Regions from separate parts of the Mus musculus genome. Here all the other regions are linked to region 1. A link is a contact called in public HiChIP or PLAC-seq and promoter capture Hi-C data. All regions are on one chromosome and are shown on one strand. The core of a region is the stretch at or near the end of the contact, and the rest is flanking DNA. Distances in the headings are between cores, read along the strand shown. Region 1 holds the start of Gmip (Gem-interacting protein). Region 2 holds the start of Il12rb1 (interleukin 12 receptor, beta 1). Region 3 holds the start of Crtc1 (CREB regulated transcription coactivator 1). Region 4 holds the start of Lzts1 (leucine zipper, putative tumor suppressor 1). Region 5 holds the start of Upf1 (UPF1 regulator of nonsense transcripts homolog (yeast)).

Region 1 (4,985 bases), core at 860-3,359:
TCTGATTGCATTTGTGGGAATAGAGAGTAAATCTGTCTCCTGACAGCCCTCCATTGCTACCATAGCATACAGACTATTTTGGACATAGGTAGCCCCTGGGTCTGGACCAAACAAGATGCCTGAGGCAGGAGTATCCCCTCACTGTTGAGAGTATGCTGGCTGACTGTCAGTCCTGCCCCACAGCCTCTCAAGACTCTTTCCCGAGAGCGGCCCCTACCCAACATCTTCAACCTGTACACCATCCTTACGGTGATGCTGCAATTCTCTGTCCACTTCCTGAGCCTGGTCTACCTGTACCGTGAGGCCCAGGCACGCAGCCCTGAGAAGTAAGTGGGGTTCCAGGAAGAGGAGGAGGCAGCGGGAAGCTACAGTGGGTGCCTGAGCAGGAGAGGGGTACTGACACCCACGTACCCCTGCAGGCAGGAGCAGTTTGTAGACCTGTACAAGGAGTTTGAGCCGAGCCTGGTCAACAGCACTGTGTACATCATGGCCATGGCCATGCAGATGGCCACCTTCGCCATCAACTACAAGGTGAGGCCCTGTGCCTGTCCACTTCCACCTGGCCTGACCTGCTCAACCCGCCCTCCCCAAGCAGCTGTATCTTTTCATTGCAGGGCCCACCCTTCATGGAGAGCCTGCCTGAGAACAAGCCCCTGGTGTGGAGTCTGGCAGTGTCACTGCTGGCCATCATTGGCTTGCTCCTTGGTTCCTCACCTGACTTCAACAGCCAGTTTGGCCTTGTGGACATCCCTGTAGAGGTGAGTGGTTCTGAGCAGTGGCCCTGGCCCAGCCTGGCCCAGCTCAGCCACAGACCCAGCTCAGCCTGCTTCCTTCTTGACAGTTCAAGCTGGTCATCGGCCAGGTCCTGGCCCTGGACTTCTGCCTGGCACTCCTGGCTGACCGTGTCCTACAGTTCTTTTTGGGGACTCCGAAGCTGAGAGTGCCTTCCTGAGAAGATGGTGCTGGTATCCACTGCCTACCCTGGCTGCCACTGAACAGGAAAACCGCCGCTGCCCCAGGAGGGAGCACTGCTCCCATCTCCACAGTGAGGCAGCCCTGCCTTGCTCTTGGAAGACTGAGTTGGGACCCTTGTGGGCATCCGCTGGCCGGGCTAGTAGAAGAGTCCTGGCTAGCACCTTTGGTAAATAAATCGGCGTCTGCAATTTTATAAAGCTTGCTGCCACTTATATCTGTGCCACACAGGGCCCCCTGGGAATTGGAGGGGCCAGGTGGTCACTCAAGGGCCTAGGATTACCACAGGCCCAGAGGAGAGAGACACCCTCTGCGGGCGTTCCTGGACCTAGGACCTCAGGTTTTCTAGTGTCGTGCACATCCTCTCTCTTGTCAGGCGCACTGTCACTGGCCACCGTGGATAGCCTCCTTACATGCATGGAGGTCACAGTGCAAGGTGTTTGTGGCCTTGCCTGCCCTAAAACCACTGACTGCTTTGAAAGGGAGCCGACCACCTCAGGAGCCTCACCCACTTAGACAGTGGTTTGCACTTTTACTTGAAGATTTATTCTCTCTTCATGCTGAACCAGAAAAGAAGACATCAGATCTCATTATAGATGGTTGTGAGTCACCATGTGGTTGTTAGGGATTGAACTCAGGACCTCTGGAAAAACAGACAGTGCTCTTAACTGCTGAGCCATCTCTCCAGCCCTGGTGTGCATCATTAATCTCAGCAGGCAGAGGCAGGGGATCTCTGAGTTGGAGGCTAATCAGTCCCACACACCAAATAAACCAAGCCAGGCCACATAGTGAGACACTTGTCTCCAAAACAACAAAACAAACAAAATAAGCCTGCCCTGGAGATTTGGGGTTTATTGCAGTCCTTCATTGCAGTTCTTCACAGGAGTGCCCTGGATCTAAAAGCCTAGGCGGGGAGTTAAATCTAGTCGCTGGGTGTGGAATGTTCTGGGGCAGACATCCCCGGCTTGCTGGAAGAGTGCTACAGGGACTTAGGGTGCTACAGAAATCTACAGAAGGGACCCCTGGCTCGCTGGGGCTCCTCTACTGGGGTAAACTCTGGAAGCTAGTCAAATGCGATGGCGACTTCCGGGAGGGGCGTGGTCGTCTCGAGGCGTGGCATAGCTGGGGCGGGGCGACACCACTGGGTCGGCAGAGGCAGGAAATCGGGCTGGTCCCGGGCGGCGCGCAGCCCTGTCCCTTTCTCAGCATTGCCGCGCGTTCCCCACCCCACCCCCTGCCCCCGGGCATCGCCATGGACTCAGCGGAGACAGGTACGGGGTGGGGACCGAAGGGGGGGGGCCTCCCACCACCGCTCCTCAGTTCCTAAACCAGAAAACCCAACTTACCCCTGAGCTATCTGACAGCCGGGAAAGGAGTACTGACAGGGGAAGGAACGAGGGGATCCCCGAGCACCTTGGAGACCCCTGAAGCGCACAGTGCTCACGACGCCAGCCTTCAGCCCTCGGATTGCCCGCCAGAGCGGGCACCCCGGATGCCTGGGGGAAGGGGCCCAGGAAGGGGAAGTGGCCGCTTCTGCTTCTGATCGTAGGATGGATGGGGGCAGGGTGTCATGGCCAATATTCCTGCAGGTAGCCCCGAGGCATCAGGCTAGGGGGCGGCGGCAGAATTGTGGCTAGAACTGGGTTATGTTTCCGGCTGTCTTTGTGTATCGAGTGTCATTCAGTCCTGTCCCTCGTGGTTTCAGCGGTACTCGCGTGTGTTTATACCGCAGGCTAAGTGCCTGTGTGTCCCACGTGCTTTTCCATCTGTCTGGCCTGGGGTCCATGTGGCTCCATTGTCAAGCCAGCCCTCTACTCCAGCATTCATATGGCAGCTGCATCTGTTTCCTTCCTTTGCTTATGGGTCCTCCCATGCATGGTGTCCCTGTGGCTGTGAGCAAACGCTTCTCTGAGATTTTACCTGGATCCATCTGTGGAATCAGAAATGACCCCACCGAAGCGCTCTCTCTCTCTCTCTCTCTCTCTCTCTCTCTCTCTCTCTCTCTCTCTCTCTCTCTCTCTCTCTCTCTCTCTCTCTCTCTCTCTCTCTCTCTCTCTCTCTCTGTCCCCCTCCCTCCCCCCTCCTTCTCTCCCCTCTCCGCCCGCCCCCCTTCCCACCTCTGCTTGAGAGTGGTTGTTGAGGTACATTCGGATTGCTTTGCCACTACTAATGGGTGGAGAGAGACACTGGTTGGCTCATGTTTTCTTACACTTCCCTCCCCCAGAGCTAACCCCAGCTCCTGAGGGCAGGAAGAGATACAGTGACATCTTCCAGAGCCTGGACAACCTCGAGATATCATTGGGGAACGTGTGAGTCTGAGCCTGTGTCACCACATTGGGCAGAGCTCCCTAATTATTTGGGTATCATGCTGCCCCACATCCAGACACCCTGACTTCCAACCTCCTGAGCCTAAGACAGGAGCCCCCCCCTCCAAACAACTGGGCCCTCTGGTATTCTAGATACATAGGTATTTGGGGGTCTATCTTAAAGACAGATGATCCTGAGACACACACATGCAACTTCATGATTCCTTTAAAAATGGTAGAAGCAGCTATGAGTGTCAATTCCGTAAGCCCCTAAATTGCCTATGGCCCTTCCAACCCTTTCTCAAGTCTTACTTTTAGGAAAGAACCTCACCTGGGGATGTAGCAGGTGCATAACATTCACAAGGCCCAGGATTTAATCCTGCCTGTGCCACATTAGGGAAGGGGCAGGGGGGTGAGGTTCAATTGATAGGATGCGGCTCCGACATACACAAAGGCCTGGATTCCATCCATAGTACTGCATAAACCAACCAGGGTGTTGCTGCATGAATGTAATTCCAGCACTTAGGAAGCAGAGGCTGAGAATCAAGCCAACACTGAGTTGACGGCCTGCCAGGAGACAAGAGCCTCTGCTTCAAAACAAACTGCAGCCTGGCTCCCCTTACATTCTCAGATCACACCTTCTAAATCCCAGATAACAGCAAAGATTACCTCTTCCTTCTCCCTCAACTGTCCTAGTGCCCCAGGACTTTTCCCCAACAAAGGAGAGTTTGGACAGAAATGGCTTCCTGACACCAGTATCTTTCCCACCCTCAGAACTTTTGATCCCCTGGCTGGAGACCCTGTACGCAGAGAAGACCTGGAGCCTGACAAAGCTGACACAGCCACAGTGGTGACTGAGGAGGTAGGGACAGGATCAGGGTGCTCCATGCCCACTTGCTTGCTGTTTTGCTCCCTCCTGATGCTGTCTCTCATCCTCTTACCCTAGAACAGTGAAGCCAGTAGTTGGCGGGATCTCTCCCCAGAAGGTCCTGCACCCCTCACAGGTAGGGGAGGGTGTCAGACAAGAGTGGGGGAGTAAGATTGTTTCTTCATTGAGACATCTCAGATCTTGTTCTGTGCCAGATGCAGGGGACAGGGCAGAGCCCACAGTGGATCCACGCCCTATCCTAAAGGATTCCCCAGTCTTAGTAGAGAATTTGTAAATCATCATCATGATTCCAAAGGGAGCTTTAGGGAGCCATGAAGTATGGAACAGAAGCCATGGGTCCGGTCTTGGGTTTCAGGGAAGGCTTCCACGGGGGAGGGGGAAGCTGGGCTCAAGGATTTCCCTATTTATCCCAGAGGAAGAACTGGATTTGCGACTCATTCGGACCAAGGGTGGTGTAGATGCTGCCCTGGAGTATGCTAAAGCATGGAGCCGCTATGCCAAGGAACTGCTGGCCTGGACAGACAAGAGAGCCAACTACGGTGAGGCTTCCTTCTGCCCGGCCCCTGATGGCAGCAGGACCCAAACCCCAGCTGCTTGTAGACCACTGTCTCTCCTCCTCCTAGAGCTCGAGTTTGCTAAGAGTATCATGAAGCTCGCTGAGGCTGGCAAGGTGTCCATTCTCCAGCAGGTAGGTACCAGCCCTCTCCAGCCTGACCCCCCACTCCCCAGATCCTCCACCCCCCCCCCAATCCGGTCAGTTCCTGAGCTAGCCCCGCATTCCGCCCCAGAGCCAAATGCCACTCCAGTACATCTACACC
Region 2 (4,985 bases), core at 1,663-4,162, 1.0 Mb after region 1:
GAATAGTAAGCAAGCCTGAGCTACATGAGATTGTCTCAAAACAAATAAGGGGTTTTAGTACATTCGTCACCACCACTTAACCCTAAGATACACACCCCAAAGAGCCCCATCCTTACCAGCAGGCTCTCTTGTGCCCCATCTCCAGCCTGACACACTCTTCTCTCCTTGACCATTTCACATCTTTTCAAACTCCACCCACCTTGTTGGGTTGTCAGGTGTGCTTTCCTAAAAAGGCTGAGTAGGAGTTCCCACTGGCTTACCCACCGGTGGCCATTGGCCACTTCGTTTTGTAGCTACCCTGGGGTAGATGCAATGATAGTTGCAGAACATGGAATGTCTTTTTTGGAATATGTTTTGCGTCTTGGATGTTTACCTGCGAGTGGACTTCCCAGGGCCATATGGTATCTGTGTGTTTTCAAGGTAGAGGAAGTGCCAGTTGGTTTCCCAAAGCGCCTGCCGGCCAAACAGATGTCAAAAAAGTGAGTAATTCTGTGGGGCAGGCAGGCTGGAGTCTGGCTGAAAACCCATGTGCAAAAAACTCAAACTGCATGCAGCCTTTGCTCTCGTGTGCTGGCTGGGGCCTGACAGCTCCAAGAACCAGAGCTCCTGACCTCTTATGAGCAATTCTCCTGCCGTGGTCAGGCAGCAGGATCAAGGTCCACCTGAGGTACATCAGACCCTGTGTTAACAACCCAAATATAAAGACATAAATGCCTTTGAACAGTATAGCTGATTTTCTAAATGTTTTTATGGGAGTTGGTCAGCAGTTAGAGCATCGGCAGGTCCCAGTGCCCCCATGGCAGCTCACAATCCTCTGTTCCAGTGGATCTAGCACCTCTTCTGGCAGCCACCATGCACACGTGTAGTGCACAGACATACATGCAGGCAGCCACCACACACATTAAATAAGAATAAAATCTTTTAAATTGTTCTTATTGATAACTGGTGCCCGTATGCTTGTTAATGAACAAAGTTTGTTCCTTGAAAACTCCTATTCAGTCTTCAACACCCTCTCTGAATGCTGTTTCAGGGCTTCAGAGTCTCTTGGGCACAGAAAGGGAAGGTCACTCCCTTGACTGGGCCACCAGCAGCAGAAGCCGAGACCATAGGGACATTCAGTGGTTTCTTCTGCTATGGTTTCCGGGGCCCTTGTGACCTATTCCTTCCTGCTCCCCGCCCCCATGTGTGTAATGTTCCTGAAAGTGGGGCACTCTGGGCACTTAGCTATCTATACTGAGCTTTCAAAGGAGCCTGTGGGTGGGGGAGGAAGACACGTGTGAGTGCCCCACAATGTGACCTCAATAAGGGGAAACTCAGCACCCCAGTGTGCTTGGGATCTCCTCCCCACCTCACACACCCTCCATGGCTCCCTAGGTCCTTCCTAGCTAGGCAGGCCCCCCAGCCTGGCACTTGAAGAAGCTTGAGGCCATGGTCTTGCTGCCACCAAGCACCGACTATAGCTGCCTGGCTGCCATTCACCCAGCCCGGCCTCCTTCACATGCAGCTTGTTGGGGGAAACAGAGACAGATACATGTATTTGTGTGAAGGCAATGGTGGCAGAATGTGGACAGCTCCCAAAGAACCAAGTTTGGCCCCCGTGATGCTGAATCACTCCATCTCTTTGCCTCCAACTGGGGCCCCTGGACTCAGTTTCTTTATCTGTGATGTGGAGTCAGCCATAGCAGTCTTTCTGAGAGCAGGCCATTTTAAGACAATGGTGGGGGCAGGGTGCAGGTCAAACTCATGCTATACTCTTCCACGACCTAGAATGTTCTGAATGGCCTAGAACTCACAGCAGTACCCCTGCCTCAGCCTTCCAGGTAAGTGCTTGGATGGCAGGTTTGTGTTACTGCACCTGGCTTTCCCTGTGTGTCTATTCCATCTCCCTGACTCCATCCCTCCCCCAGCCCCTGGTCCCTCCCTGTGAGCACCAGGGAGCCAGTCTGTGTGGGTCACACGGGTGGAGTGTGCCAGGGCAGAGACACAGCCTCATTGTCCCAGAGCTGCTGACCTCATAGCCTTCAGGACACTTGACCCTGGGCCAGGCTGAGCCAGCTGTCCTGAGAACATAGCCCCTGCTCCAAGCTGCCCTCCCCCCAAAAGAGCACCATGAACTCATCTGTATAGGCCTCAGTTTCCCCTTATGCCCAACCCACAAAAGATTATCATCTGTGTGAGCCCTGGAACTTTTAATTTGAGACAGGGTTTCTCTGTGTAGCCCTGGCTGTCCTGGAATTCACTCTGTAGACCAGGTTGGCTTCAAACTCAAGAGATCTGTCTGCCTCTGCCTCCTGAGTGCTGAGATTAAAGGTGTGGACCATCACCACCGTGCTTTGATAACATCTTTTTTTTTCTCTCCTCCCCTGATGACATGTTTAAAGAACGGTCATACCACTTAATTTTTTCTTTCTCTCTCTTTCTTTCTTCCCTTCTTTCTTCCTTTTGTCTATATAGTACAGGCTGCCCACAAAAATCATGGCCATCCCTTATCTCAACCTCCCTGTACTAGAAAATGGACTTTAAAATGCAACCTGCAGGTGGGGGCTCAGTTTCTAGAGCATCTATCTGCACAGCATGCAGGAAGCTCTGGGCTCCATCCCCAGTCCCCGTTGGATCAGGAGAGGTGTGATACACACCTGTCATCTCAGCACTAGGGATGTGAGGGCAGGAGTTCAAGGCCAGCCTCAGCCACAGAGTAAATTTAAGTTCATCCTGAGCTACAGGAAACCCTGTCCCCACCCCCCACCCACCCCCCAAAAAAAACCCTCCAAGAGATTTCTAGGCTTACTCACCCCAAGGTGGGTTTGTAGTGCAGAGGGGCCCCCACCTTTGGGCTGACTTCCTGGCTTTTGCTTTCACTTTGACTGGCCTGGAGACAATGAGTTTTTCTTTCTTTTCTTCTCCCCCTCTTCACTTTCTTTCTCTCTCAGTGTCAGTGTGTTTCTGAGCGTGGACAAGGCGGCTGGGCCCCTTCAGCCCTGCAGAAGTTCCTGGGGCCTCACGACTCGGCTCCTCATGGACATGATGGGGCTGGCAGGGACCAGCAAACACATCACCTTCCTCCTGCTTTGCCAGCTAGGCGGTGAGTCCCCACCAATCCTTGCACCACTCTCCTGGGTAGGGAGGGGTCCCTGGCAGCCTACAGGCTCCATGGCCTGGTGGTTTCTGAGGCCGTCTTCCTCTTTGTCCTTGTGGCCTTGGATCTAACTTAAGTCCGGGTTTGAGTTTCCCCTCTCAGAGGAGTCTGACCCATTCCAATCTCCCATCTTCTTAAACAAGAAAAGCTCAAGGGATGGCAGACACATGGAAGATTGCATGTTCTGCACACAGCTTGCCATAGACTCTCATACATGGGATATGCACAGGCCGTGCCTATCAGGACAACGCCTGGACCAGGCTGAGAAGGGCCGGGGCCCCGTGGATCCACCTCAGTCATGGCTGCTGTGTGACTCTGGGCAAATTCTATGCCTCTCTATGCCTCTCTATTCCTCTGTAGGCCAGGCATCTGTAGCTTGTTGGCTCCAGGGATAGCAGTCAGGATTGCCCCAGCAAAAGAGCTGCAGGCCTTTGGAGGATACCATGTGCTACTCATAGCAAGAGGCAAGGGCCCCTCCTACAGAGGGCTACCATCCTAGAACCTGAGGCGGCAGAGAGGGAAGCATGACTTCAGGCTGCAGGGCTGGGGTCACCAGGGGAGGGAAGAAGACCCTCACCTTAGAATCCAAAAGGCCAATTTCACCGGACAATCTTGACATGCTTCCAGTTAGGCTGGCGTCCTTGCCTGGTGTGTCTACACTCTGTGTCTACATAGGCTTCTAGGGAGACCCTGGTGCTGGAACACCTCAGTGGAATCCCCACAGGACATCACCATCCCCCGGGGACTGTTATTGCCCCTGACTACCAGGATCGTGCACTTGTGGGGCTGTTACCCTCCTCAGCAGCTTGCTTTTCTAGGGCAAATGTGCTGCCCCACCCCCCTTCCTGTGTGTGCCCTTGGCAGTCACAGAGGGACCCATGGGCCACCTGGGGGAGGGATGACGGCTGAGAGAGGACGGACTGATGGACAATGGGTGGGTAGACAGGTTGGGTGAGAATGAGCGTTTGAGTGGGTGGGTGGATTTTTGGGGTGTGGGGTGGGTGAATTGGGTGGGTTGGTAGGGGTGTGGGCGAGGGATGTGTGGGTCTGCAGGCTGCTGTGCTGATAGCAAACAGACACAGACGGACTCGGGGGTGGGCAAGCTGATGTTCGCTCCTGTGCTCTCCCAGGCTCACAGGACTCACGCTTGTCTTTCAGCCTCAGGCCCAGGTGATGGCTGCTGCGTTGAGAAGACATCGTTCCCAGAGGGAGCCTCAGGTCCGACACAGGTCCTCCCAGGCTGAGAGCCACACCACACTCTGCCTCATGTTACCCCATGTGTGTCCCTCCTTCCCAGCCCCTGCACGACTGGACCCTGCTGGTCCCTTTCAGGCACTCATGAACATAGGTCGCCTTGGCCCCTCCTCCTTTGCAGCCTGGTCTCAGGGTTTAAGCACCTGTTATTTAGATGGGCCAGTGTTTGGGACAATTACCAGCTACATATTTGCACTCAGTCCCTAAGGGAAGTATTTATATTTCTTAACAAATACCACAAAAGAACCCCAAGAAACAGGGTCCCCAATCCGCTGTTATCCCAGGCCTTGGAAGACTCCGGGAGTGGGAGTAAGGGGTAGTGTGGGGCACTAGGGGTTCATAGTCATCTTTAGCTAATGAGGTAAAGATCAGCCTGTCTACCCTGCAGGGCAGGGGTGCAGCTCCTGTGCAGGTAGGAAGCCGAGGGCTGCCCGTGTGCAAAGGAAAGTCTTTCTGCTTATCCTGCTTAGGGGGCTCCCCCTCCCTCCTGTGCAGGTAGGTGCTGAGGTGGAAGTTAGCCCTGTCCCTGTGAGGTCCAGCAAGGGCAGGATTGGAGGAAGGCATGGGGACACAGGGATGGTGGTACACTGTGGAG
Region 3 (4,985 bases), core at 1,207-3,706, 630 kb after region 1:
CATGACCGTAGCAGGCCCCCACTTTTTTTTAATTGCCTTGCTTTACAGCCTAAGCTAGCTTTAAAGACCTCAAACTCACAGTGATCCTACTGCCTCAACCTTCAGACTGCCGAGAGACAAGCATGTGCTACCATATTATATATATTTTGAACTCAAGCTATTCATGGGACACTGTACATACAGAAACCAGAGGACAAGTTTCAGGGGTCAGTTCTCTCCTACCAAATGGGTCCCAAAGACTGAACTCAGGTCCTTGGGTTTGGCAGAAAGCACCTTTATCCAGCGTTTATCATCTACCTTTATCACCAACCTGCCTCGTTCTTAATAAGAAATGGGGCATGGGCAAATGCTACATGGATGGTTTGAGCATGGAGACCAACTCCACTAAGACAGAGAGGGCTGTGATCCCAGAACAGCCGTAAGCATAGGGAGGGGATGTGGCTAGGCTGCCTGAGGGGCCAATCTCCTCTAGGGCAATGAAACAGTTCTGGAAGAGGGTGGTATAGGTTATATGATTCAAAGAAGCTGGTGAGCGCCACTGGTCACACACACAGACCTTCCTTCTCAACTACATTCCAATCAGGCTGTTCCATCCTTGCAGAACCTCTAAGGGCTCAGGAAGTGCAGGCAGGAGCATCCAAAGGCATCCTCAGCTCCTCAGTGAGATCAAGGCTCATCTGTGCTACACGAGGCCTTGCCTCAGTCACCTCCTCCACATCATTCACTCTCAATCCCAGGAAGAAACCAGATGTCCATCAAAACGTCAACTATGAAACTCTTTGTTCTGGTTACACTGCAAACATTTGACACCAACTGTATGCAGACACCTACTATGTGCTAGAAACAAGAAGCAAACTCAACTGCCCTGTAAGTAACACAGGGATGGTAACACTTTTTGTTTGTTTTGGTTTGGCTTTTGGAGACAGGATTTCTCTGTGTAGCTCCTGCTGCCCTGGAACTCACTCTGTAGACCAGGCTGGCCTTGGACTCAGAGATCATCCTGCCTCTGCCTCCCGAGTGCTGGGATTAGTTGTGCACCACCATCTCCACCCGGCAGATGATACACTGTTTATTTGTTCATTCATTGCCCTTTCTCAATGCCTTTCTCAATACACTGAGGGAGAACATGCCCCCCTTCACCCCCCTCCCCCGCCCCGAGGGCTTTGGGGACAGAGTCTGATTGAAAGTGAGAAAACCACCACATTCAATCACTCACTTTCGCCTACGATGCCACAATCTTGGAGAAACAAGCAACTGACTATAAGATTACCTGACCCAAAGGTGCCCACTGATGAATCCAAGCCTCATGTAAGTACCCCTGGCAGGTCACATGGGACTCAGAACCCAGGTCTGAGGGTGTGCAGAACATGCCACACACCAGCATCACCTCCTTCACCCTTGAGGAAAGTCTGATGACACACACTTGACATGGAAGGATAAGGCTCCGCATCCACTCCACTTGGCCAAGAACCTAGCAAGGCCAGCTATGCCTGTCAAATGGCCCAGCCACCCAGTCTGTTGGCAGCTGTTCCCTGTCATGCATGGGAACCAAGCAGCCACCTCTATGCTGACTCCAAACATGGAGGAGGGATATCCTCAGCTATCCAGGAGGGATAACATCTCCTTCACGGCAGAAGTAGGAGTACCAAGGAAGGCACAGGTGACAATGATACAGTATCACCTCCTCCTCAGGTGCCAATGGAGTGACAACTGTGCCCTCAAATAACGATGAAAGGACCCCTTTCCTTTAGGTAACAATGAAGGGTGACAACCGTCCACTCAGGTAGCATTAATGGAGACCTGTCCACTCAAGTAGCATAAAGGGTGACAACTATCCCCTCAAGGTAGCAACAATGGGGCCACTTATCCACACAGATAACACTAAGGGAACAACTCTCCCTGAAGGTAGCAAAGATGGTGGCACCTATCCCACCAGGTAGCAATGAAGGGTGACACCTGCCCCACCAGGTAGCAATGAAGGGTGACACCTGCCCCCTCAGGTAGCAATGATGGAGTCGTAGGTCCTACGAGGTAGCAATGATGCAGTCCCTGTACCATCAGGTAGCAATCAGGGGGGTGACACGTGTCCATTCTGATAGCTATGATGATGGCACATGTCCCCTCAGACAACAATAATAGATGACACCAGTCCACTCAGGTAGCTGCGATGGGACCACCTGTCAAGTCCAAAGAGCAATCTCGCGAGCAGCCGCTCAGCGCTGTGGCGGCGTGGGGACACCTGCGGCGGCCGCAGCCCCGCCCCCGCGTCTCTTCCTCCTCCCCTCCCTCCTCCCCTCCCCTCCCCCGCGCTCTCACCCGCGCGGCCCGCGTCAGGCTCAGGTCCTTCATGACCTCCTCGAAGGCCGCCGTCTCCTCCGCCTGCTTCTGGTTGTGCAGTGCGATCTTCTCGCTAAATTTCCGCGGATTGTTCGAAGTCGCCATCTTCTCGCCGCCTCCTCCTACTCCTACTCCTCCTCCACCTCCTGGCCCCCCCCACTCTCGGGAGCCACCGCGCAGGCGCCGGCCGGGCCCACGGCCGGAGAGAACGCGCAGGCGCAAGCACGGCCCAGAGCGTGGCGCCGGCGCGCGGGAGAGGCGTGTGGCGTTGGGGTGAACACGCCTGCGCGTGCCTGGGCAACGCGTCGGGAGCCTGGGAGGGGCGTGCCTACGCAGGCGCACTGCAGTGCGCGTGGTTCGCTGGACAGCGGTCCGGGTCCTGTCCCATCAGCGAGGGACTTGAGTGGCAGAGGACACGGCAGAACTGATGCCTGCATTCACTGGACTCCAGCATTCGCTGAGGACTTGTTGGCGCGCCTGCTGTATTCCAGGGCACAGGCATGAACAGAGTGGGCCCTGGGCTACACAGCCGGGGAAGGGAGCAGACTTCCTACCAGGAATTGAGCAGGGGTCCCAAAGTACAGTTCCTGGGCAGAGCCTGACTTGGCACACAGAAGCCGGGGTTCGGTCCCCAGCAATACACACACACACACACACACACACACACACACACACACACACACACACCACACTTATAATAAAGTTTCAAATGGGAGAAATGTGCTGCGCCTTCTAAGAAAAAAGACAGTACTGGCCATGATGGTACGACCAGCTGGAGCCAAGGGGATGGGGAATTCAAGCCACCCTTACCTGTAGAGTGAGTTCAAACCAGCCTGTGACACAGGACACGGAGAAAAAAAGACAAATGGGGGGGGGCTCTCTGGAAAGATGGAAAGATTGCTCAGAGACTAAGGGCACCTGCTGTCCTCGAGAAAGACCTGACTTTGTGATCCCATGGAATAGCTCATATGCCCTTGCAACTAAGGTTCTAGAAATCCAACGCCCTCTTCTGGCCTTGGCAAGAAGTTAAATATACACATAGCATGTGCACACACACACACACACACACACACACACACACACAGAGATACATAGATAAATGTTTTAAATTTAAAAATATTGCCAGGCAGTGGTGGCACACACCTTTAATCCCAGTATTCAGGAGGCAGAGGCAGGCAGACTTCTGAGTTCCAGGCCAGCCTAGTCTACAGAGTGAGTTCCAGGACAGCCAGGACTACAGAGAAACCCTGTCTTGAAAAAAAAGAAAGAAAGAAAAATTAGAGAGCTAAGGTCAGGCATAGTGGCACGTGCCTTTAATCCCAGCAGAGGCAGGCAGTTCTCTTTGAGTTCAAGGCCAGCCTGGTCTACAAAGCGATTACCCAGTCAGGGCTACACAGAGAAACCCTGCCTCAGAAAAAAAAAAAAGAAAAGAAAAGCAAGCAATAAATAAATAAAAACAAATAGAGCTAGAGAGAAGGCTCCGTTATGCTAGCATTTGCTGTACAGGCACACACATTAAAGTTTGGCGTGGCCATTGAGTGCTGCAGATAGGGGACTGGCCAATCACTCTACTGAAAGGGGAGCCTCACGTTCCATTCAGTGGGATGCTCTGCTTCACATGAAGAAGTAGAAGGGATCAGAAAAAGGCACACATGTCTGTGGCACACATGCACACACACACACATGCTGTGCTGAAGGAGACTGTATGAAACCCAGACCACACAGAGGAAAACAGAGCCTCAAGGTGGTAAGACTTTGAACTGTGTGAAGCTGGAGACACAGGCCTTTCCGCTACTGGGGCCATTGTGTCCTTCCAAATTTACTTAGGTCCATCTTTCCTACCTGGCAATGCCTGAGACCACCATCTCTGCCAGGAAGAGGGGAGATGGGACACACTTCTGTCTACCAGCTAGTTCTCACTATTGTCCTGAGAGGTCAAAGGCACAGACAAAGCCTACAGCTGCCTGGAAGGGGGACCCCTGGCTATAATTGGGCTCTGACTGTGATCCTGGCTGTCTCCCATGGCTTTAGAAGGCTTTAGTGAAATTAATGTGCATTGATAAACACCAGCTGTCTCTGCCATTTACTCTGGTCTGAAGGGAACCCATCACAGACACAGGAGAACAGAGCAGACATGGGCTGGGAGGGAGTAGAGGTCAGCAGGTAACCACCTGGGGGCTGTGTCCTCACTCCATTCACCCCACAGCCTTGGCTGTAACTTATCAGTCCTATCCCCCAGAGTGGTGGAACAATGGCCTGACGACGACTGGATCCATTGGTCACTGCCTCCCAGGATGGATGAGGGAGATATGGAGAGAATCATACACCCAGGTGTCCCCCTCCCTTATTTCCTCACACTTGTCATGCCAGCATTGGGGAAACTGAGGCAGAAGGATTGAACGTTCCCAGGCAGGGTCTGGAGAGATGGCTCAGTAGGAAGTGTGGTAGTCTGAATACAAATGGCTCCTGTAGGGGCTGGAGAGATGGTTAAGATGGAGCAGTGGTTAAGAGCACTCACTGCTCTTCCAGAGGTCCTGAGTTCAAATCGCAGCAACCACATGGTGGCTCACAACCATCTGTAACAAGACCTGATTCCGTCTCTGGTGTCTGAAGACAGCTACAGTGTACTTACATATAATAAATAAAAT
Region 4 (4,985 bases), core at 1,458-3,957, 620 kb before region 1:
CAGCACCAAATGGTAGAAATATCTCAGAAGAAGAAATGGGATCTGGACCTAAGGGCAAGATGGTTGGGGGACTAACCTACAGAGGCAGATGCCTGTGGTTAAAACAATGCTGTGAGATTGGACGGCACTCTGTGGATAGTATTAAACTTTGTTACAATACTATTCATAAATGAACTGGACTGAAGTTGCTAAAAATAGATTATTTGCCATGACCTTATTTGGTATATTTCTTATTGTTGGGTTGTTTGTTATTGTTTTCTGCATTTGAGATTGTCTCAGGTAGCACAGGCTGATCCTGAACTTCCTATGTGGTCAAGACTGGCTTTGAATTTCTGATCCTCCTATCTCCACCACTTGGGCAAGGTTTGGTTATAATACTGTGCCACCATATGAAGGTTTATGTAGTGTTAGGGTCTCAAACACAGAACCCCTGAATTTCAAGGAAGCACTCGTTCAAGGAAACTAACCCCAGACTATGATATTCATTCCTGCTTCATTGTGGGTCCCAAAGCCTTGCGTTTTGTAGCATCCAATGAAAAGCTGTGGGGTGACTGTTAAACACGCCCAAAGGCATAAGAATACATTTTCAGGAACAGAGATCTACTTCTTCACCCATACATGCAGACATCTCGCTTCTTAACCCTGCATGGCAACTGAGCACTCTTCACACTCTCAGAGAACTGGCACACCCAGAGCACTCCCCAACAGCATACTTCTCCTACCTCAGCTCCTGCAACCATCAGAGGTAGATAGCCACACAAGGAAATCTCCTTCAGTCTCAAGAGTGCACAGACTGAATGGCTAAAGCAGGTTTGCCTTGCAGAGGGCGCCAAGACATAGGCTAGAAATAGGAAAGACAATCATCCTGAGCAAAAGCAAATGTCTGGTCCTTCCATGAACCCTCCAGGAAGGATGCTCTCATTCCCCCCCCCCCGCCATCTCCCCCTCCCCCCACACACAGACAGTTCTTCTCAACTCTAGCAGATGAGTGCTCTATACTCCCATCTCCACAGCTAAGACATGAAGTTTTGGATTTCATTAATGATGGACTTGGCTCTCATTGGTTATGGGATCTCAGGGAACACCCTTGCATTTTGGTGCCTCTGTTTCTTCACTGGCAGACACAGAGTAAATCACATCTCATACTAATGTGGTAGTTACGGTGTGAGGATAAAGGAGACAACAAATGAGATAACATCTATGATGCACTGAAAATGGTCAGAAGAAAGAGCTAGGTAAATACAAGGTGTGGGCCATTGCCTGATTAGGGTGCATTCTCTGCCCACAGACTCCTGCCCACATTCTGCTCTGTGCCAACCTTGAAGACTCTTACCCCTGTAAACTCTAACTTGGATATTCATGTGCATACACCTTTCAAACACCTCCATTTTCCTTCTGTCTGCCTGCAGAAAATTGTTTCTGAACTTGAAGGAAGCTCAGGTTACAAATCCTCAAAATCCCTTACCAGCAGCCCCCCCCCCCCCCCCGTCAGGATCTGGGTTCTGGGAGAAGTGCATGCGGGCAGCTCATCTCTCTGTGATGGGCTGAGACTAGATTGTGTTTCCAGGGAGGAGAGACCCTCTGGTGGAGAAGTCTCGATGACAGCTACCCAGAACCCAGAGCCTGCTCCTCAGCAATCCAAGGAGCATGCAGAAAACCTGAGGGCAGAAGGCATGGTTCTTGGATCCCTAAACATCTCTAGTGCTTGGGAAATTGAGGACTGACAACCCGTGGGTGAGCAGAATGCTCACATGTGCCACAGTTTAATCCCTTCCACTTGGAGCAGGGAAGGGAAACATCACCTGGTCCGTGGTGTTTGGGTTTCTATTGCTGAGTGAAGCCAGGGCAGATGAGAAGCAAAAACAGAGGGGATCTGATTCCCTGTGGTGAATGAGAAAAAGGAGTGAACTGAGGTGTGTCAGTGTGTGTCTATGTGTCTGTCTACCTGTGTATTCGTCCAAGCTCATTCCTATTCCTTCCAGACACATGTACCTCCAAAGTTCCAGCCAGCAAGGTAAAGTTCACTAGCCAGTCGCCAGCAGCTGGATCCTCTGTCTGGGGCCCCAGTCTCTGTGGCCTCACTTCCTCACCTCTCATTTCTTCATCTCTACATTCATGTCACCTAATGCACGTCTCCAAGATGAAATTCAGGTTTACGAGAATCCCCGGTCTGACAGACAAAGACATAAGGATTGACTGATGCACACCATTTCCTTCCGGCTGGGGTCAGATTAGAAATACAATCAGTGACAGGGAAGAAGACTCCCCCACACCTACCACTGCCCTTCACCCCGATAGTTACATGTAGAAACAAAGACACCTAGACAGACGCGGACACAGACAGACAAAGACCGACAGACGAGCGGACTCACTCCCGGGAGTGGTATGCTGTAGAAAGCGAAGTCTTCCCTGTGTCTGGGCCGTCCGCAGAGCTGTAGACCCTGCACGAAGGAGGAACAGGACCCTGGGTACCCGTACCTTACCTGTCTGTCCTCCTCCGCCTTGGGGATAGCTGCAAATGGCTGCAGATTTTGATTTTTCGGTGTATTTTGTGCAGTGCCCCTTTCTCTTTTTCTGGAGGGCTCCTAGAGCCGGCGGATCCCGCGTCGCTCAAGTCACACTCCCAGGAGCAGCAGAAAGACAGAGAAACTTTCGGACTGTGAGCTTGTCGGAGCCTCCCAGAGCCCGCCAGCTCGTCCGGGCGCTCTGGCCCTTGCGCTGGGTCCCTGGCCGCCGGCGGGGCGGGGTGGGGCGGGGCACGAGTGGGGCGGGGCCAGAGTCAACGACATTCATTGGCCCGCACTGCCTGCACCCTGTCCTGCTCTCTCCCCGGCCTTTGTTCCAGACTGACAGCTGGGGTTGCTCCGACCTCCTGGCTCCTCTGTGCCCAAAGCCCGCGCCGGTCAGGCTCGCAGTTTCTTAGCTCTCGTTTCATCACACTCGGGGGTTCCTGTCTGTTCAGCCTTTCTCTATCTTTCCTCATCTTCCACTGTCTCCTCGTTCTTGCTTTCTCTGTCTGCATTCTATTCGCCTTTGCATTTTCTTTACCCATTTTCTGCATTCCCTTCTTCTTTGCTACCTCTGCCTCTTACCGGTGATTTCTCCAGCCCAACTCCCAGCCACAACCCCAGCAAAAGGTTGAGTTTCTTGGTTTAAGGACCAAACTAACGGTCTAGAGGGGTTATGAGGGTATTGCTTCACCTTGCTGCGATTATAGACCAGAGAGCCCAGAGCCTCCTGACTTCAGTCCTCAAAAAGATCCAATTAAATTTTGACACTTCAGAAGCCTGAGTGATGCTAGCCAGTAATCCCAGGGACTTGAGAGAGGCTGAAACAGGAGAATTAAAAATTCAAGTCCTGCCTGGAGCACCGAAGTGTAACCTTGTTTCAAAATATAAAGTAGAAATATATAGGCAGGGCGGGCTGGATAATTAGCTCAGAGATAAAGGTTGTGGCCTTAATTTCGATCCCCAGCAGTAAAAGCATCAGCCATCCACCCACTTTTCACCACCTATCTGAGGGTACACTGAGGGTAAGATAGTGAAAAGCAGGCCAGTCTGAAGGCAGAGGCGCTGTCCAGAAATTGCCAGCTTTGCCCTGAAAGGGGCAGGTTAAGGGAAGGAGAGTAGGGATCACTAATAGCATGACTGAATCAGAGTCTTTCTGACACTCTCCTGCCCCAAACCTCTGCTGCTCCCTCCTGCTTTTGACCCTAGATTAATTTAAAGCTTTATTTAATTATGTAATTCTAGCTTCCTGAACACTAAAGAGGGAAAATAAATAGCCAGCCAGCCTGTAATCCCAGCACCTGGGAGACCTGGGAGACTGAGACAGGAGAGTTTATGCCAGACGTCTCTCTATCTATACGTTCCCCAGTTCCAGTTCCGAGTTCCATCCTTACTCCCACCTCTAACCACCACAGGCAGAATGATGCCTCTTTTGATGGAAGCCTTTTCTTCTTTCTGTGCCCCACTCATTGACTTGGTATAAGCATGTCTTCTCAGAGGTGTCTCAGGAATTTTGGTGAATAGGGAGGATACAGAACAATTGTTCTGGCTCTTGAAGGTAACAGTGGACTCCAAAGAGAGACTAAGGACGGTGGATTACAGATCTTTGTCAACTCAACTTTGTCCTTGGTCAAACTCAATTTTGTCACGATTGTGATATTCCAGAGAACTGGACAAAGGAGCCTATAGCTTTCTGGTTCTGGCCCTACCTTTGCTATTACAAAGTCATATCCTAGGCTAGACCTCAGTTTCCTGTTCTGCAAAGTGGGTATTACATATGGCACTTTTTTCCTTTTTTGAGACATATTCTCAGTAAGTAGTCAAGGCTGGCCTTGAGCTCACGACTTTTCTTTGGAGAGCTAGGATTACAATTGTGACTCATCATGACTAAGACACTTTTACTGTAGCACTGACATCTCTTTCAAATACACCGTGGGTAGAGAGCTGGGCATGCATACTAACCTATTGTGGCCCAGTTAGGTAGAAAGTGGGCAGTATTTGGGTGTGAGGTTGGAACTGGATGTACCATGGGACAATAGAAACAACCCATGGACAGGATACTTCAGAGGTAAAGGGAGGTGAGTTGAGAGTGAAGGAGGCAGACTGATGAGAGGAAGCCTGTGATGTACTTTGTACGTATGTGTGACGTGGCTGCACAGTTAAAACCTAAATAACATGACCACCAGCAAGACAAAAAGCTCAATTAGCTCTTTATTCCAAGGGAATGCTCTGCAGTGACTAGATGTGCCTATACTATACTCTTGCCCCAGTAGAATCCCCAAAGCGTTCCTCATACATCTAAGGCCACATGCCTCACACTTTCCTATGCCTGAGTCAGGTCTAGAAAGATGTGTCACCAAACCTGTTGTTATATTTGACCTCGGTCATCCGTGTTGGTGAACAAATGTTTCAGAGGATAGGGCAGGGGCCTTTTGAGTTCTGGTCAACTCTTTTGAGTCAACCTGGTATACCAAGTCA
Region 5 (4,985 bases), core at 768-3,267, 540 kb after region 1:
GGTCCATGAGGCCCAAAGGAAACAAGGAAGGTCTACCCAGTGGGGAGACTAACAGGAGGACTAGCTTGCAGGGCCACCTCACTCCTCCAGGCAATCTGCCCTCTCCCCACCTCCTTACACTAAAGGTAAACAGCTAGAAACAACAAGCTGGCACACCTGATCCGCATCGCAACAGGAGCTGAGTCAGCCCTCTCCTTCTATTCGGGCTGAAAATGAGCCCAAGTGGGTGGTCTACCCACAGGCATGACTCAACCAGCCAGCTTGAAGGCCCTCCCAGAATGCGGTCTGAGATCACTGCTGAAGACTGGTGGTGGCTCCCTAGCCCTAAGTACAGATGGACTACAAGAACACCTGTGGCTCTAGCCTGCAGCTCCCCCCCCTCCCCGAGAGAATACAGGAAAACAAAGCCAAGAGGTGCCTGACACCAAGCCAGCCATAGAGAGGGAGAGCATTTGATGGGGAGGCAGAGGGGGCCTGGCCCTGGCCCAACCTGAAATGCCTACATCGGCAGCCTATCATTCAAAACAAAAGCCCCTCCCCAAGGCACAGTCACCCATGTGGTACCCATTGTGGGTAAGGAACAAAATTCAAACCCAACTTTTCCAAGCAGAGCCTAGGAGTTACATAACACCGGTTTCAGCAACAGGCAACCCAGAAGGAAAAACAAACCGGCAGTCACCTCTCCATCCACAAAGTGGGCTATTTCCACTTGAGGCGACAAAACCCTGGCTCTGCTCCAGGGAACCCCTAACCCAAACTTGAACTTGAACCCTGGCTGGAGGGGGTGGTGGATGAAGTGGCAAAAGGGTGAGATGGGGTGGTTGGACTAGCCAAACAGGTGACCCTGGAGGGCAATGTGGGTCCGTCCAGAGGATAGCAACTGTGGACAGGTCACCTTAGACATACCTAGGAGGGGAGTGAGGGAAGCTCTGGCTTAAGCCTTGAGCCGAGCAGATCCTGCGCTACAGGAGGGACACTAATGCAGGTCACTGCCCAGCCTAGCAGGGTGGAGGAAAAAAGGACAGGTGGCAAGTAGCTGGGACAAGAGGCTGGGAATCAGAGAAGATGGTAGGTAGCTGGGTGGGCCAGAGCAGCAAGGACTAGGGCAGGTAGCAGGAACCTGAGTCAGGTGGCAATGACTGTGGCAGGTAGACCTGGAAGAGGTAGTTGGAATAGGGTGGAAGCAGAGATCTGGGAAAAGGGCAAGTAACGGGAACCAGATCTGGTAATAAGGTACCAGAGACCTAGGGCAGGTGGCGGGTACCTGGGCAGTTTAAACAAGAATCCAGGGTGGGTAACTGGAGCTGGCCAATAGGGACTTAATGTTTAAGGAGCCAGAGCAGGAAGCAGTTACCCAGGCTTGTTAACTGGACCTGAAGCCGGTAGCTCGGACCAGCGCCGTCTAACTGGGACCTGGCTCAGGTTCACAGGGGCCCAAGGCTGGTTAACTGGGATCTAGCGCCGCAGCTCCCGCGCCCGCCCGGCTTCCGGCGCCGCCATGCGCCGCTCAACTCACTTGTGCGTCGAGCTGGCCGGCCGCGCCGCCTGCGCCCGCTCCGCCCGGGCCTCCCGCGCCGCCGGGGCCGCCGGGGGGCGTCTGCGTCTGGCTGGGAAGGGTGAAGTCGGTGAATTCGAACTCGGAGCCCTGGGTGTCGGCGCCGAGCAGCTCGGCCTCCTCAGTGTCCAAGAAGGTGAGTGTTTGCGAGCTGGGGCCGTACGCCTCCACACTCATCCTGCCGCCCGGGCCGCGCCTTCAGCGGGCGCCTCACCGCACTCGAGCCCGAGGCTTCGGCTAGGCCTAGGCCGTAATCCGGAGTAGCCGCTGCCGCCGCCCTGAGAGCCGGGCGGGCTCCGAGTCGGCCTCCGAAAGCAGAGCCGGGCCGCCGGTTCTGAGCTCTGAGTTGCCGCCGCCGCCGCCGCCGCCGCCGCCGCCGCCGCCGCCGCCGCGCCCCTCCGTAACGCTGCTCGCCTCAAAGCCGACCGCCGCTCTCAGACCCCTGGACAGGAACCGCCGTCGCCGCCACCGCTGCGGTGCGCGTGCGCGAGCCGGACGCCGGCACAGATGCGCGTGCGCGAGTCCGACGCCGGCGCAGGCGCGCGCGTTCCTCCCGGAAAGTAGCCAACCGCACCGGAGCACTGGGAGCTAAGCGGGAGGGCGGAACTCGCCGTGCGCCTGCGCGAAGAGGCGGGCCTTCAACCGCCTAAAGGACCTGGGCTCGCGAACTTGGCCCCGCCCCAACTGCTGCCTAGCGGTGCGCATGCGCGCATGCGACGTCCTCACCTCCGGGCTTCAGGGCTGGATGTTCGTTAGGTGCTGATTGAGGCTCTCTCCAGAAGGTTTTGGGTGTGGAGCCTGTGGCACGGGGACCACGCACCTGCACTCCTTGAACCTTAGTTACCCCGTCTGTCACTTGGCTCGTGGCCATTCTCAGTATTCATCGATTGAATAAATGAGTAGGGAGCGGGGACTCTGCCAAATGGTAGTCACTGCTACCCCGAGCACTCCTGAAGCCTGTGAAGATAAATGCTTCTTTTGTCTTGCGATCAAGTCGCACTGGTCCGAGCTAGCCTGGGAATCGCTGAGAAGGGGTCAGGTCCCCTAGAACTAGTTATGAATGGATGTGAGCTCCTCTTGTAAGCGCTGGGTGCACAACTCTGAGCCATTTCTCCGGCCTGTTTTGGTTTTGATTGAGGGTCTCACACTGTAACCATGGTTGGTTTGGAATTCGGGGGAATCCTCCTGCCTCAAAGTGCCTGGTGGTGGGGTGACAGGTGTACATGCAATGTTGACCACGGAACTAAGGGCTCTTGTGTGCTAGGCAGAAGCTACCAACTGATGAGCATCCACAGCCAGCTGCGAGACTTAGAGAAACACTCCTCCCTGGGTTTCCTTCCCACTCTTCAGTGGAGGAAGTGTAAGTGTTGCAGCTCTGAAGGGAAAGGCATTCCCCCCACAGAAGTGTATCTGCTCTGCTTGGGCAGGGGGAGGGGTGGAGGTGGTTCCCCAAAGTGTTTCAGCTGTGCTCCAAAAGATCCTGGCAATTGGGAGCCAAGAAATAGAACAAAGTCACAGCACACAACAAACCTAACACGAGATTTATTGCGAGGGAAAAACCCAGGAGGGTGGCTGCCTCTGCTTGGGTGGATCTCCCAGTAAGGACACTCCTTAAAATCCAAGCACTCAGGAGTCGAAGGCAGGGAGATCTCTGTAACTCTGAGGCCAGCCTTGTCTACAGAGCGAAGTTCAGGACACCCAACATTACATCATCTCAAAACACACAAAAACAGATGCTGAGTGTAGAGGCGCAGTCTCCCAGGACTCTGGAGATGGAGACAGAGCAAGGATTCAAGGTCATCCTAAGTTGTATAGCAAGTTTGAGGCCAGCCTGAGGTATATTAGAACTTGGCTAAAAAACACAATGAAACAAACAAAAACAGATAAGTAAATGTTCCATCAGGCCAAGGATTAGTTAGCCCAGTTCGCTGCAACCTTCCATAGAGGGACAGTAGTGCCTGTAGCCACTGCTCAATAAAAGGTTCTCTGTTGCTTTGTTGTTTTTCAATTCTTAGTACATTTATTTAGTTGTGTGTGGGCACACTTGTACATGCACAGCACATGTGTGGGATCACAAGACAACCTACAGGTATTGGTTCTCTCCTAATAATGGAACTCGGATTTGGTGACAAGCCCCTTTACCCACTGAGCCATCTCATCAACCTCTTGGGTCAGTCAACAGGATATAAGATTAAACCACCAGAGTCCAGACTTCAGTTGTCTTTTTGGAGTAGGATCTTTGAGAGTTCGAGACCAGCCTGGTTTAAAAAGTGAGATTCCGGGGCTGGTGAGATGGCTCAACAGATAAGAGCACCCAACTGTTCTTCTGAAGGTCCTGAGTTCAATTCCCAGCAACCACATGGTGGCTCACAACCATCCCTAACAAGATCTGGCGCCCTCTTCTGGAGTGTCTGAAGACAGCTACAGTGTACTTACATATAATAAATAAATAAATCTTTTTTTTAAAAAAAAAGTGAGATTCAGGATAAACAAGAGAACCATTGTCTCAAAAAATTAAGCCTGGCGGTGGTGGCACTCGCCTTTAATCCCAGCACTTGGGAAGCAGAGGCAGGTGGATTTCTGAGTTCGAGGCCAGCCTGGTCTACAGAGTGAGTTCCGAACAGCCAGGGCTACACAGAGAAACCCTGTCTCTAGAACCCCCCCCCAAAAAAAATTAATTAAATCTTTAAACAAGACAAGTAATTGCTCAAGACCTCTTCTCAGGCAGGAGTCCTCCAATCCTGCATGTGGCACATGGTGTGCTCTCAGTCCCACTGAAATCGGTGGAAAAGAATTAGCCGGGCGTGGTGCATGCCTTTAATCCCAGCACTTGGGAGGCAGAGGCAGGCAGATTTCTGAGTTTGAGGCCAGCCTGGTCTACAAAGTGGGTTCCAGGACAGCCAGGGCTATACAGAGAAAACAAAACAAAAACAAACAAACAAAAAAAAGACCAAAAAAAATTTTGTTTTTGTTTTTTGAGACAGACCCTGCCTCACACAAGCTGGAGGGTGAGGAGGCACACCTAGCATCGTCTGAAGTCAAGGGCTCCTGTGGCGAATGTCCTGTACACACAGGCTTGTGCTCAGGCTATGCATGTCTGAGATTTCTCAATAGTGTCCCAGTGTCACAGCAATGTGTGCTTTGTTAAACTAAGGTCACAGAGGAAGTGTGGGGCCACTCTGTTTCTCCTCCTTCTCCTTCTCCTTCTCCTTCTCTTATTTTTAAATAATAGACTTTGTTAGGAAGGAAAAATGGCCAGACCTGTAGTTTATATACTGACTCATGTCTGATGGTCTGTAACCTCCGGCCATGGGAAGATGAACCCACTTGGTGGGTCTCAGACTTCAAGACAGGAAAGATACATAATGAAGTGGCCCAAAGTCTGGTACTGGGGCTCAGCTTGGAGCTCAGTTATTGTACAGTGCTGGTA

What was found. Promoter capture Hi-C pulls out the DNA fragments that hold promoters and counts their contacts. HiChIP or PLAC-seq counts read pairs in DNA pulled down with a chosen protein or histone mark. Capture Hi-C pulls out chosen DNA fragments and counts their contacts.
Region 2: a contact with region 1 is called in a promoter capture Hi-C map of pre-B cells, with 2.6 times the contacts expected there. The contact joins the promoter of Il12rb1 here to the promoter of Gmip in region 1. A contact is called at or near these places in 2 of 39 promoter capture datasets (liver and pre-B cells), 1 of 115 datasets of contacts at active chromatin or transcription factors (microglia) and 2 of 9 other capture datasets (liver and pancreatic islet).
Region 3: an HNF4G HiChIP or PLAC-seq map of pancreatic cancer cells shows a contact between it and region 1. The contact joins the promoter of Crtc1 here to the promoter of Gmip in region 1. A contact is called at or near these places in 1 of 115 datasets of contacts at active chromatin or transcription factors (pancreatic cancer cells) and 1 of 9 other capture datasets (liver).
Region 4: a contact with region 1 is called in a promoter capture Hi-C map of pancreatic islet. The contact joins the promoter of Lzts1 here to the promoter of Gmip in region 1. A contact is called at or near these places in 5 of 39 promoter capture datasets (cranial neural crest, embryonic stem cells, hippocampal neurons and 2 more), 1 of 484 Hi-C or Micro-C datasets (embryonic stem cells) and 2 of 9 other capture datasets (adipose tissue and pancreatic islet).
Region 5: a promoter capture Hi-C map of pre-B cells shows a contact between it and region 1, with 3 times the contacts expected there. The contact joins the promoter of Upf1 here to the promoter of Gmip in region 1. A contact is called at or near these places in 4 of 39 promoter capture datasets (embryonic stem cells, hematopoietic stem and progenitor cells, neutrophils and 1 more), 3 of 115 datasets of contacts at active chromatin or transcription factors (the 230-238 cell line, large pre-B cells and pro-B cells) and 1 of 9 other capture datasets (liver).

What each region holds. Positions count from the first base shown.
Region 1 is chr8:69,806,578-69,811,562 of GRCm38.p6, forward strand. It overlaps Gmip (Gem-interacting protein), which reads left to right and starts at 2,110. Exons shown (of 21, transcript NM_198101.1): 1 at 2,110-2,243; 2 at 3,197-3,281; 3 at 4,053-4,140; 4 at 4,225-4,282; 5 at 4,581-4,706; 6 at 4,791-4,855; 7 at 4,956-4,985. The coding sequence starts at 2,225. Atp13a1 (ATPase type 13A1) reads left to right here. Exons shown (of 26, transcript NM_133224.2): 23 at 184-326; 24 at 420-531; 25 at 615-758; 26 at 842-1,172. The coding sequence ends at 952.
Region 2 is chr8:70,805,537-70,810,521 of GRCm38.p6, forward strand. Il12rb1 (interleukin 12 receptor, beta 1) reads left to right here and starts at 2,913. Exons shown (of 16, transcript NM_008353.2): 1 at 2,913-3,082; 2 at 4,295-4,354. The coding sequence starts at 3,016.
Region 3 is chr8:70,437,117-70,442,101 of GRCm38.p6, forward strand. It overlaps Crtc1 (CREB regulated transcription coactivator 1), which reads right to left and starts at 2,457. Exons shown (of 14, transcript NM_001004062.2): 1 at 2,317-2,457. The coding sequence starts at 2,442.
Region 4 is chr8:69,181,491-69,186,475 of GRCm38.p6, forward strand. It overlaps Lzts1 (leucine zipper, putative tumor suppressor 1), which reads right to left and starts at 2,708. Exons shown (of 4, transcript NM_001370971.1): 1 at 2,484-2,708.
Region 5 is chr8:70,351,262-70,356,246 of GRCm38.p6, forward strand. It overlaps Upf1 (UPF1 regulator of nonsense transcripts homolog (yeast)), which reads right to left and starts at 2,018. Exons shown (of 24, transcript NM_030680.3): 1 at 1,517-2,018. The coding sequence starts at 1,732.